Linked DNA regions of Capra hircus: region 1 is linked to region 2. The links are chromatin contacts, called in public Hi-C maps. All regions are on one chromosome and are shown on one strand. The core of a region is the stretch at or near the end of the contact, and the rest is flanking DNA. Distances in the headings are between cores, read along the strand shown. Region 1 holds the start of RPL3 (60S ribosomal protein L3). Region 2 holds the start of CBX7 (chromobox protein homolog 7).

The links. A called contact is a pair of places that touch in the nucleus more often than the background predicts.
Region 1: a Hi-C map of blood shows a contact between it and region 2, with 2.5 times the contacts expected there. The contact joins the promoter of RPL3 here to the promoter of CBX7 in region 2. A contact is called at or near these places in 4 of 5 Hi-C or Micro-C datasets (blood and liver).

Annotation. Positions count from the first base shown.
Region 1 is chr5:109,673,792-109,678,616 of ARS1.2, forward strand. It overlaps RPL3 (60S ribosomal protein L3), which reads right to left and starts at 2,918. Exons shown (of 10, transcript XM_005681086.3): 1 at 2,839-2,918; 2 at 1,708-1,900; 3 at 805-973; 4 at 120-255. The coding sequence starts at 2,841.
Region 2 is chr5:109,531,984-109,537,622 of ARS1.2, forward strand. It overlaps CBX7 (chromobox protein homolog 7), which reads right to left and starts at 2,709. Exons shown (of 6, transcript XM_013964352.2): 1 at 2,466-2,709; 2 at 267-310. The coding sequence starts at 2,534.

The DNA of each region.
Region 1 (4,825 bases), core at 1,668-4,167, 140 kb after region 2:
CACAGAATCAATTCAGAAGATAAGAGTCCCCCCAAAGCTACCAGTGACCGCGTAGGCCACCGCCCTCACAGACGGGCAGCAGTGGGTAGTCACCCTCCTCTTGGCCCTGGCCAGCTCACCTGGGTGTGGGCAATGACACGGATGACCTGGCAGTACTTCTTCATGCTGCTGAAGTCCCTCTCAAGCTGCTTCTTGCCATCTACGTCCTGCCACTTCTTGCAGTATTTGGTGAAGGCCTTCTTCTTAGACTTATGCCTTCAGGAGCAGAGCAGAGTTGGGGAGGGGGCCCAGGTGCCAGCCTTGATCACCCCTCCACCGGGTGAGGGGGAGGCACACAGGCACCATGTGGGGATGGGGCTCATTGCCGGCTTCTAAGGAGCCTTTTCCACCGGCAAGCGGAGCCTGGATGGAGCTCATCGGGCAGAGCCGAGCGGAGCTGAGCAGAGGTCCACAAGGTTAATAATGAAAACATGACATTCGGATACACAAATTCTTGCTCCAAGTTAGCCATTAACCAGACCACACACCTGGGGTGGGCTGGGGGCGTTACTCACCGCTCTGTAGACCCCCATACTTGTCAGCAACCAAGAGGATTGCTGAACTGAGACAGCACCCAAGGTCTATAACAAAGGAACTGTCCCGGGACGCTGCTCCCATTGTCCCTGAGAACTGTTCTGCCCAAGAGGCAACTAAGCCTGACACCAGAGCAGCTGCCCTGCCGTCGGCCATGGAGCTAAGGCCCTACGCAGCACACGGCCCTTTCCCCCAGCCAACCCAGGCGGAGCCCAGCCGCGGCTCCCTTACCAGTTCTTGTAGAAGCGCCTTTTGCACTCGTCGCTGATGTGCTCAGCAAAGATGGTCTTAAAGGTCCGGAGGCCTCGGGGTGTTTCCACGTAGCCCACGATGCCCACGATCACCATGGGCGGAGTCTCCACGATGGTCACAGCCTCCACAACTTCCTTCTTGTTCACCTCTGCAAATAAAGCAAGCAGTCAAAAGCTGAGTGGACTAGCGAGTCCCTACACGTGCCCTCCCAGGCCAGGGGTCTGCAGCAGTCTGCACCTCTCAGGCCTGTCCTCACTACAGACTGTTCAGCTGGCGCGCAGATATTTTCAACTCAATCAAAACCATCTGGACCCTACTCAACCATGTTAAGTCTGGCTCCAGGTCTGCTCTGCTATAACCATCTCTAGAGACTAATTCCTCATTGCTTTCAGAATACAAGAATACTAAGTATAGTAAGGTAGTAACACCGGAGCCTAGAAACCATTTTAACTAACGCTATGTTTCAGTACTCAGTGCTATGTGTTCTACTCAGTCACTTTTCTACTTCAATTCCCCAGGAAAAAAATACTGCAACGTGCTGCCGTTTCCTTTTCCAGGGATCTTACCAACCCAGGGGTCTCCTGCTTGGCAGACAGGTTTTCTTTTTACCACTGAGCCAGCGGGGGAATCCTTCTATTCTTTGGCTCTTAACAAATTTACTGGCCATGCTCCTTGACTTCATTACACCCCTCTGCCTGTAACAATGCCAGTCACCTGAACTCTGGAGCACTAATCAATCCTAAAATATATTTCCATTCTGAAGTCCAGAGGTTCTGTTGATCTCCCCCAAAGCCTGCTCCCTTCTGACTGCTTGGCCCCATCTAGTCAGTTCCCACCAACTCCAGCTCTCCCATCAGCTAGAAAGGTGCAGCATGTACTTACTGGACCCTGGCCTATCGACCTCCCTCACAATGTGGGTCATGCCAGCCTTGTAGCCAAGAAAGGCGGTGAGGTGCACGGGCTTGGAAGAGTCATCCTTGGGGAAGCTCTTCACCTTCCCGCGGTGCCGGCTGCTGCGCTTCCGAGGCAGGAAGCCCAGGGACCCGTGCCTGGGAGCAGAGAACTTCCTGTGAGACTAAGAGAAATAGAAGAACGTTAGCACCTTCTGAGGAGCTTCGTTCCCAGAGGCCTAGGTTTCAAGAGGATTTCAAGCAATGATGACTCCACGCCAGCAACCCAGGTTAAAAAATTTACATTCAGAATTAAGTTAAATTCTTCGTAATCACACATCCAGAAGGCATTATTCAGCCACACCTGAATTGACTATTTACCTCAACCCTTCACCTTATAACTTAAAAAGACAAAGACACACCAGAGAGTCGCATTAAGAATGGCTTAACAAGCCTTACGCTCAAGATTCTGATCATCATTATTGCCACTTTGCCCAGGGACTCCTTGTCAAAGGGCTGGGTGGTGGGCAAAGGTACTGAAGGATTCCCCATGCTCCCAGCGGGAGCCAAACTGGAAAATGGAGGCCACTAGAACTCGGCAGAGCCAAATCAGAACATGACAATCAGCACAGCGTCTCTGTCCGCCCGTCAATAAGTTCATCATTTCTGGTTTCTGACAACTCTAGAGGCCAAAGGAGTTGTACCAACCTTCCCAGACGTTTCAGAATGAGGCCTCAACAACTCCTGCCCCGAATACCCTCCCCAGCCTGACAGCCTGTATTTCTGCACCTCTTTAACACTCGAGCCAAACAATCGCACACACTGTCCTCCTGCCAAAAGGCTCAAGACTTGAATCTCGAATGCTGAGATCGAAATCCAGGAAGTCAGTCTATGGTTTGAAAATTGTCGGGCCCAGGCCCCACAAGCCAAGGCCTCTCGGCCGCCCCCACACCATCCTCAAGTCCCAGACGTTCCCAGGAAATAGACCTGACCGCGGGTTCCGCTGAGTGCCCCGTGCTATTACAGCAGAACCCCGGCGCCGGGTGAGCCGAGATGGCGGCGATGTGCCGCGGATTCAGCCATGCCAACACGACAAAGAGGAAGCCGCCATGACACTACATACCATCCTGCAGTCGGAAGCTGCCGGTAGAGGTCGGCCCGCGGGCCGCGCGAGATATATAAATGCTAGTCTGGCTCCGCCCCTTCCGGCGTACGAGCGCGCACCCGCTGCGACGTCAGGTCGCGGGGCGGACACTAGACTCCATTTCCGCGCATGCTCGTTCTCGCCTTGCTTGCGCTCAGACCAGGGCGTCAGTTTGGTAGGCGGGATTTAGAGGTCCTACGGCGAGCGGCTGGGATCACACTTGGTGAAAATTCTCGGACGCGCCGGCATAAAATGAAAATACTGTTACCCTACAACGTTGGGCAGTAGCCAACTTTTGAGGAAACGTTGAAACGCGCTATTACGGTGAAGGGAGATGGTCGGTCACCTCTGGAGTTGAATAACCCTACTGGGGCTTCAGTTCCGAGGCGTTTTCACACGTGGTATATCCTTTCCCTCCAGCACTCTGGATCATCGCTGTTGCCATTTTGCAGGCATATTGGGAAGTGGAATCAGTTGCGCAGCCCCCACCAACTCAAAGTTAGAGAGAAAAGACTGAACCCCTGGTTTTCCTGGTTCCCAACTCAGAGGCTCTTCCCGACACCAGCTTGCCTTTAATGCGTGCTGATTTGGGATTTCCCCTCCCTCTAGCTCCATCTAGGCCATTCCTCCACTATCGGGCAGCGGGGCCTGGCTCTTGATTCTGAAGGTCTGAGGCGGCGAAACCCTCACCAGCTGCCGGGCGTCACGAAGCCTGGCTCTCCCTGCCTCCCAGATCCTCTGCGTGAAGGACCCTCGCTCATCTCTGCCTGGGCTCGTGGTCACCTAGGAGTCTCCTAGTTGCTCACCCTCCCGCCAGGCTTGTCCATCCAGATCTAAAAATCGTATTATCTTTTGGTTACTTCCCATGCCCTTCCTCACCCCCACTCCTAGTTATTTCCTCTGGTTTAAGGCTTAACTCCTGAGCCTGCAAGCCAAGAATCTGCCCTAACTAGCTGCTCCAGCCTCTTTTCTGTGGGTGAACACACACACACACTTTCCCACCTTCTACCTCCATCCCACCCCGTTCTGTTCTTTGATTCTGGGCCTGGCCATTGCTCACACCGTTATTAAGAAAACGTTCTCAACTAACCTTCACTCCATCCCCCAGTGGCAGTGTTGAGAGTCCTCAGCCCCTTATTGGAAATCTTTGAGGCCAGATCTGTTTCCAAATTCAGCATTTTCCATGTTTTAGATAATATCATGCAGTATGGTGCACATACTGTATATTATGTAATCCTCCCTAAGCTCTTTAATGAAACACATTAATTCTGTAAAGAGATATGAATATTCACATGGAGTGGAATAAATAGCCCCACAGTTCAAGGCTAACTTTGCTGCCTAAAAAATTCAGATTAGTTTCGTTTTTGCCACCAACTGACTTAAGTTTTTCATAATTCAAATTACAGCAATATGGATGGACCTAGAGAGTACTCTTGCCTGGAGAATCCCATGGACGGAGGAGCCTGGTGGGCTGCAGTCCATGGGGTCGCTAAGAGTCGGACACGACTGAGCGACTTCTCTTTCACTTTTTACTTTCATGCATTGGAGAAGGAAATGGCAACCCACTCCAGCGTTCTTGCCTGGAGAATCCAGGGGGAGCCTGGTGGGCTGCCGTCTATGGGGTCGCACAGAGTCGGGCACAACTGAAGCGACGCAGCAGCAGCAGCAGCAGCAGCAGAGAGTATCATACTGAGTGAAGACAGAAAAAGACAAATACTGTGATATCACTTGTGTGGAATCTAAAATATGATACAAATAAACTTACTTACCAAACAGAAGCAGACTCACATAGAAGACAAAGGTATGGTTATCAAAGAGAAAAAGGGTTAGGGAAGGAATGAATTGGGAGACTGGGATTAGATACAAATTGCTGTGTATAAAATAGAGAAACAAGGTCCTATTGTATGCCACAGGGAACTGTATTCAATATCCTATAATAAACCATAGTAGAAAAGAATATGAAAAA
Region 2 (5,639 bases), core at 1,459-3,958:
GAGGCCAGAAGCAGGGGAGCAGAGGCTCCAACCAGAAGATGGAGCACAGCTCTGAAGGGAAGCTGGCACCCACCTTGACCCTCATATGCTCCAAATCCCTCAGCTGGCAGAGGGGAAACTAAGGCCTAGAAAGAGGACAATTTAATCAAGGTCAGCTGGCCAATTACTAGAGCAGCTGGAGTGAAAAGTGAGGCAGGAGAGCCGGGAAAAGGCAGATGGAAGGAGGTACAGGTAGGCAGACAGACACACACACAAAGGAGCCTTACTTTGGGGGCCATCCTTTCCACTTCACCAAGTATTCAACTTTACCCTGGGGAGAAAGAGAGAAGGAGACACAGTGAGATACACAGATGCCCCGAGGACCACTTGCAGGGCTGAAGGCCCAATCCCCTCTGCAGACAGAAGTCCCCCAACACATATACACAAGATCCCCATCAACCAGAAATCCTCAGTCTTTGGCTGCTCCATGTCTATCCCAGACCATCCTCCCTGCTAGAGCACAGGTGTGCACTGGGCCCTCCCTACACACCTCAGTGGTACCTGTGGTACAAGCTTGGAGCCCATGTCACGTGTGGGGAATGTGCATGGCCAAAGATCCAGTGTCCAGTGTGCCAGTGCAAAGACCATAATTCTCTTTTTTTAAATTAGAAGACTCTCCAAGTCCTAGAAAACTCCTCATTGGGGAGTCCCCCAGGCCTCTAGCCCCATCAGCCCCATCTCTGTGAGACAGTGCCTCTGGCCCAGAGTGGACAGGCTAGTGACTCCAAGACTCTCAACTTACTCTCAAGTCAAAAGACCCTGGCAGGACCCCAGAGAAGGTGGACAATCCTCACTGTGAGAAACAGTGCTCATCCCTCCCTCCAGGAGTGAGAAAATAAGAGCCAGGTTCCTCCCTTCTGCACAGGTGACAGGGGCCTTCCCAATCTGACAAGTGATACCCCTCCACACTAGAACTTTAAGACCAAGATAATGTCATCTCCTCAAAGAAGCCTGCCCTGGCCACCCTCCCTCCCACCTTACAGTTCTCTTTCTGTGTGGCACACAACCCCAGTGGAAAGCATCTGTTTACTTCCTCTTTTGCTGCCTGTCTCCTCTACCAGAATGCCAGCTCCACAAAGCCTGGAGCTCCCTCCCCTGGCACTTAGACTGGTGCCTGGTATATAAGAGGTCCTCAAAATTTTGAATGAATGTGAAAGGAACAATGCTCCTCACTCTCTGGCACTACGGCCCCCTGTAGAAAGGGGTAATTAATGTACCTGCTTAGGCTACACTGCATGGAAAGCATTGGGTTTTGAGGAACAAATTCAAATTAAGGAAACTCTGAGGGAAGGGAGAAGGAGAAGGGGCAGCCCCGAACTGAAGACAAAACTCAACCCCACTGGAGTTGGGGGAAGAAAAGATAAGGTCATGGCCTAATTTGACCCCGTTACCCTTAGCCCAAGATAACAGGGCTGAGTTTTCTCCCTTCAAAGATGAGTTGGCAATGAGCCAACTTGAACTCCGGCTCTGCACTCATCTCTAACTTACTGTTTGACCTTGGTCAGGTCACTTCCCCAGCCCGGGCCTCAGTTTGTGCCTCCGTCAAATGGGAGGAGGTGAACTCCTGCCCTGCCGCTAGAGCCTCTCAAGGGGGCGGCAGGGAGGAGATAAAAGGATAGTGGTTCTAAGTGTTGGGACAGGAAATTTCCCCAAAGCCTTCCAGTCCCAACTTCCAGCCTGGGGCCAGACTACTTCGCAAACGTGTGCACCGGAAATGGGCATGGCCAAAGTCCAGGCTCGAGGCGCGGGGACAAAACACAGCAGAACAGATGCCTCCTTAAATCGCTGGGTGGATGTTTGGGAGGCGAAGGCAAAGGGGGAGGAGCTTTGAGGATGCCGAAGTGCCGTAGGCGGCTTCACCGAGCCGCCGGGCGGAGCTGGGAGTCGGGGAGGGAAAGACTGAGGGGGTGTGCACTGAAGTCGGGGAGAGACGCGGAGGTGGGGGTGTAGAGGGGATCGGAAAAGGTCGAAGTCCAGCAGTTAAACTTAAGAGGCGGGAGGAGGCTTTTCCAAAGCTCCGCCTCCAACTTCAAAGGACTTGGCACCAAGAGTAGAGAGTCCTGAGTTCGAGACCCAGCTCCAATGCGAACACACGTTTCTTCAACTTGGGCCTCAGTCTCCCCATATTTAATGGGAGGAGGGTGAGAACGGATAGCGTTCGAGGTCCCTCCAGTCCGATCCTACTCTCCAGCTCTGGCTGGCTCAGCTGCCCTCAGCATCCTGGGGCGACAACTTTTAATTCTACGCTCCCTACAAGGTGGCGGGGGAAACTGAGGCACGGGCTGGGGATACGGGCCCGGCAGCGCGGGGCTGCCTGGGTCCCCCCGCCCCCACTTTCTCCCTCGCCTCCAGGGTAGAGGGGACAGTACTGGGGACAGAAGGGGACCCCACAGGGGTCCTGGGAGCCGCCCCCCGGGCAGCCTCACCTTCCGCACGCGCTTCTTCCGGATGCTCTCTACGGCGAACACCTGCTCGCCGATGGCTGACAGCTCCATGCGGGGCGGCGGGCGAGCGGGCCCGGGGCCGGGCCGGGCCGGGGGCGGAGCTGCGGGGCCGCGGCTGCGGCGCGCGATGCTCGGGCCGGCGGGGTCCCCGTCACCCTCGCCCGGGCGCGCACGCGCACGCGCACGCGCGCACACCCCCTCGCGCTCCCTCACGCCGCCGACGTTCCATTTTTGAACCTGCGCAACGTTTTCCTCTGCGCGAGCGAGCCCGCGGGCGAGCGCGCCGGGCGGGGGCGAGGGCGGGGCGGGGCGGGGCGGAGCGGGGGCTCGGCTCCCGTCTAGCCGGCCACGCCCCCCTGGCTCCGCCTCCCGCTCGGGCCCGCCCCTCTGGAGGTCCGCCCCCGGGCCTCGCGCGCGGCGTGTCTGTTTCCAAAGCCGGCGGCCCGCGGGACTTATTTGGCTGGGGTTCCGCTAGGCGGGTGTGTCGGACGAGATATTAGCACCCAGGAGTGTTTTCTTAAGTCCTCCCGGTGACTCTGAGGGTCTGGAAACGGCCTGGCCCCGGCTGGGCATATGAGGGCCCGGGGGAGAGCGGTGAGGCCATTTGCCTCGCCTCTCAACAAAGAATAGAGGAGATCGCGGCGCGGACCCTCGGGCGTCAGGAGGGCGGGGACGGCCAAGGTTTCCCAACCTGTCAGGGTGTCTCAGTACCACGGTCTCTCTGGATCCAGGCTCTGGAGCGGTGTGGCTTGCCAGTCCTGAGCAGGCGCCTCCGCGTCCATCCTTAACGTCCGTCTGTCCGTCTGGGCGGTTGTGCTGAGACGCCTGGTCCCCAGGCGGCCGCTGCCTCAGGGGCCCCCGCTAGGCAATACTTGGCGGCAGGTATGGCCGCGGCGAATCTAAGGTGAGCAGCGGGACGGATTTTGACGCCACGCAGCCCCAAGTCCCCAGTCACACGCACTTGACAGTCTGCACGTAGTAGGTGTTCGACTCTGTGGAATGGATGGATCTTGAGATCTCACACAAATCCATTCATTATCCCCATCCACTCCAACACGGTTCTGTCTGTCCTACGGCGCCAGCTTTCCATCTTCACTAGGAACCCGAGTCATCCATGCCCCTTGGGCTCCCAACCGCCTGCCTCCGTTGACCCCCCAAGTCCTGCCTCTCTGACCTCCTCCCATCCACACCCCTTGTCCTTTCTCTGGACTGCAGCAACTGCCTTCTCACTTCTCAATGCCCTCCGAGTCCACAGTGCCCGAGTGCGCTTTCTAAAATGCAGATCTGACTGGATCACCTCAGTGCTTTAAAACCTTCCATAGCTCCCTGTGCCCCTCAGAATAAAGTTCAGACGCCTCTGCCTGGCGTCCGGGGTAGAAAAAGAGAAAAGAAAAAGAAATGATTTGCACGGACTTTTTATCAGGAGCAACGGAAGCCCGGAGGAGGTAGAATGATACCTTCAAAGCACTGAAAGAAAATAACCGTCATCTTAGAAACTGAGTGAAATTTTTTTCAAGATTTATGTACCCAGTGAAAATGTCTTTCCAGAACAAGGGGAAATAATAACATTTACAAATACAAAAACTGACTTTGCCAGTAGCAGACCCTCCCTAAAGGAAATTCCAACGGAAGAACTGCAGGCTGGAGGAAGATGATCACAGACAGAGGTCTGATGCAACAGAGAATAAAGAACAATGAAGAACATTGATAATACAATAACAATGTCTTCTGGATAAAAATAGAATTAAAATACACAACAATGGCATAGAACTTGGGTGAATGGATTAAAGTGTTCTATCTTTCTAGTCCTCAGAAGGAAAATGAAAATAGATAGCAAATATACTTGAACTCTGATGAGTTAAGACTGTAAGTTGTCATTAACAGGGTAAACAGAAAGAATGGAAATGCAGTATATAATATTTAGCCAGATTATTAGAGGGGAAAAACAGAATGAGAAAATCAATCCAGTCAATCCTAAAACAAGCAAGAATGGAGAGAAAAATACAAGATAGATGAGACAAATAAGTTATAAATTCAAATGTACTATAAAACAATGCAAGTGGACTAAATGTTGTAGTTAAAATACGAAGATTACCCGGCAGGATAAAAATCCAACTACCTGTAATTTACAAGAGACATCCACAAGAAACATTTCCAAAACAAAGACACTGAAAGGGTGAAAGGAAATGCGTAGTTAAAAAAAAAAAAATTCTTGTAATACAAAGGCTAAGGAAAAGAAGACTGGTGCAGTTATTTTAGTATCAGAAAACAATCACAGAGATTAAAAGGTCACTGAAAATGGTCCAACTGACCAGAAGGAAAGAACAATTTCAAACTCATATGAAAAGACCATAGTCTTAAAATATATATAAAAAAAAGAGAACTCTACAGAGAAATAGAAAAACCCACAATTATAATGGGAGATTTAAAAACACATCCCTCTGTAATCAACAGAACAAGCAGAAATACATTTAATGATAATATTAAGAAACTTGACTAGGGGACTTTTACAGAGCAGTGTAGCTACAAGTGCAGAATATTCTCCTTTCAAGACATAGGAGATATTCACAAAAGCAGCAAAGTTAAGGGCAGAAAGTTATCAGCAAAAGCAAAAGTTATTTCTATGAAAACACTAGCTGTATTGAATTTTTCCATGGACAGAGGAGCCTGGTGGGCTACAGTCCATAGGGTCACAAAGAGTAGGACACAACTGAAACAGCAGGCAGGCATACCTCAATTTGAAAATCCTGGGGAAAATGCTACCATTCATTAGCAATAAACACTGCAAAGCAAAAGAAAAAAAAATCAGTTAACGTAATTCACCATTAGTTAAGGAAGCAAGACATATTGTTATTACAAATGATACATGGAATGTTTAAGATCTGTTTATGTTTTAAAACCTGTAGCAAATTAGGAATACAAGGGAATGACTTTATCCTGGTAAAAGTATCTACAAAAATCCTACAGCAAATATTCTAATTAATAGTGAAATATTGAGATTAGTAAAAAGGCAAGGATGATTGCAACCCCCATTTACATTAAACATAGCACAGAATATATTCTAGACCTGTGTTATCCAATATGGTAGCCACTAGCCCCCTATCACTACTGAGATCTTGAAATGTGACTAGTCTGAATTGATGTGTAAGAGTAAAA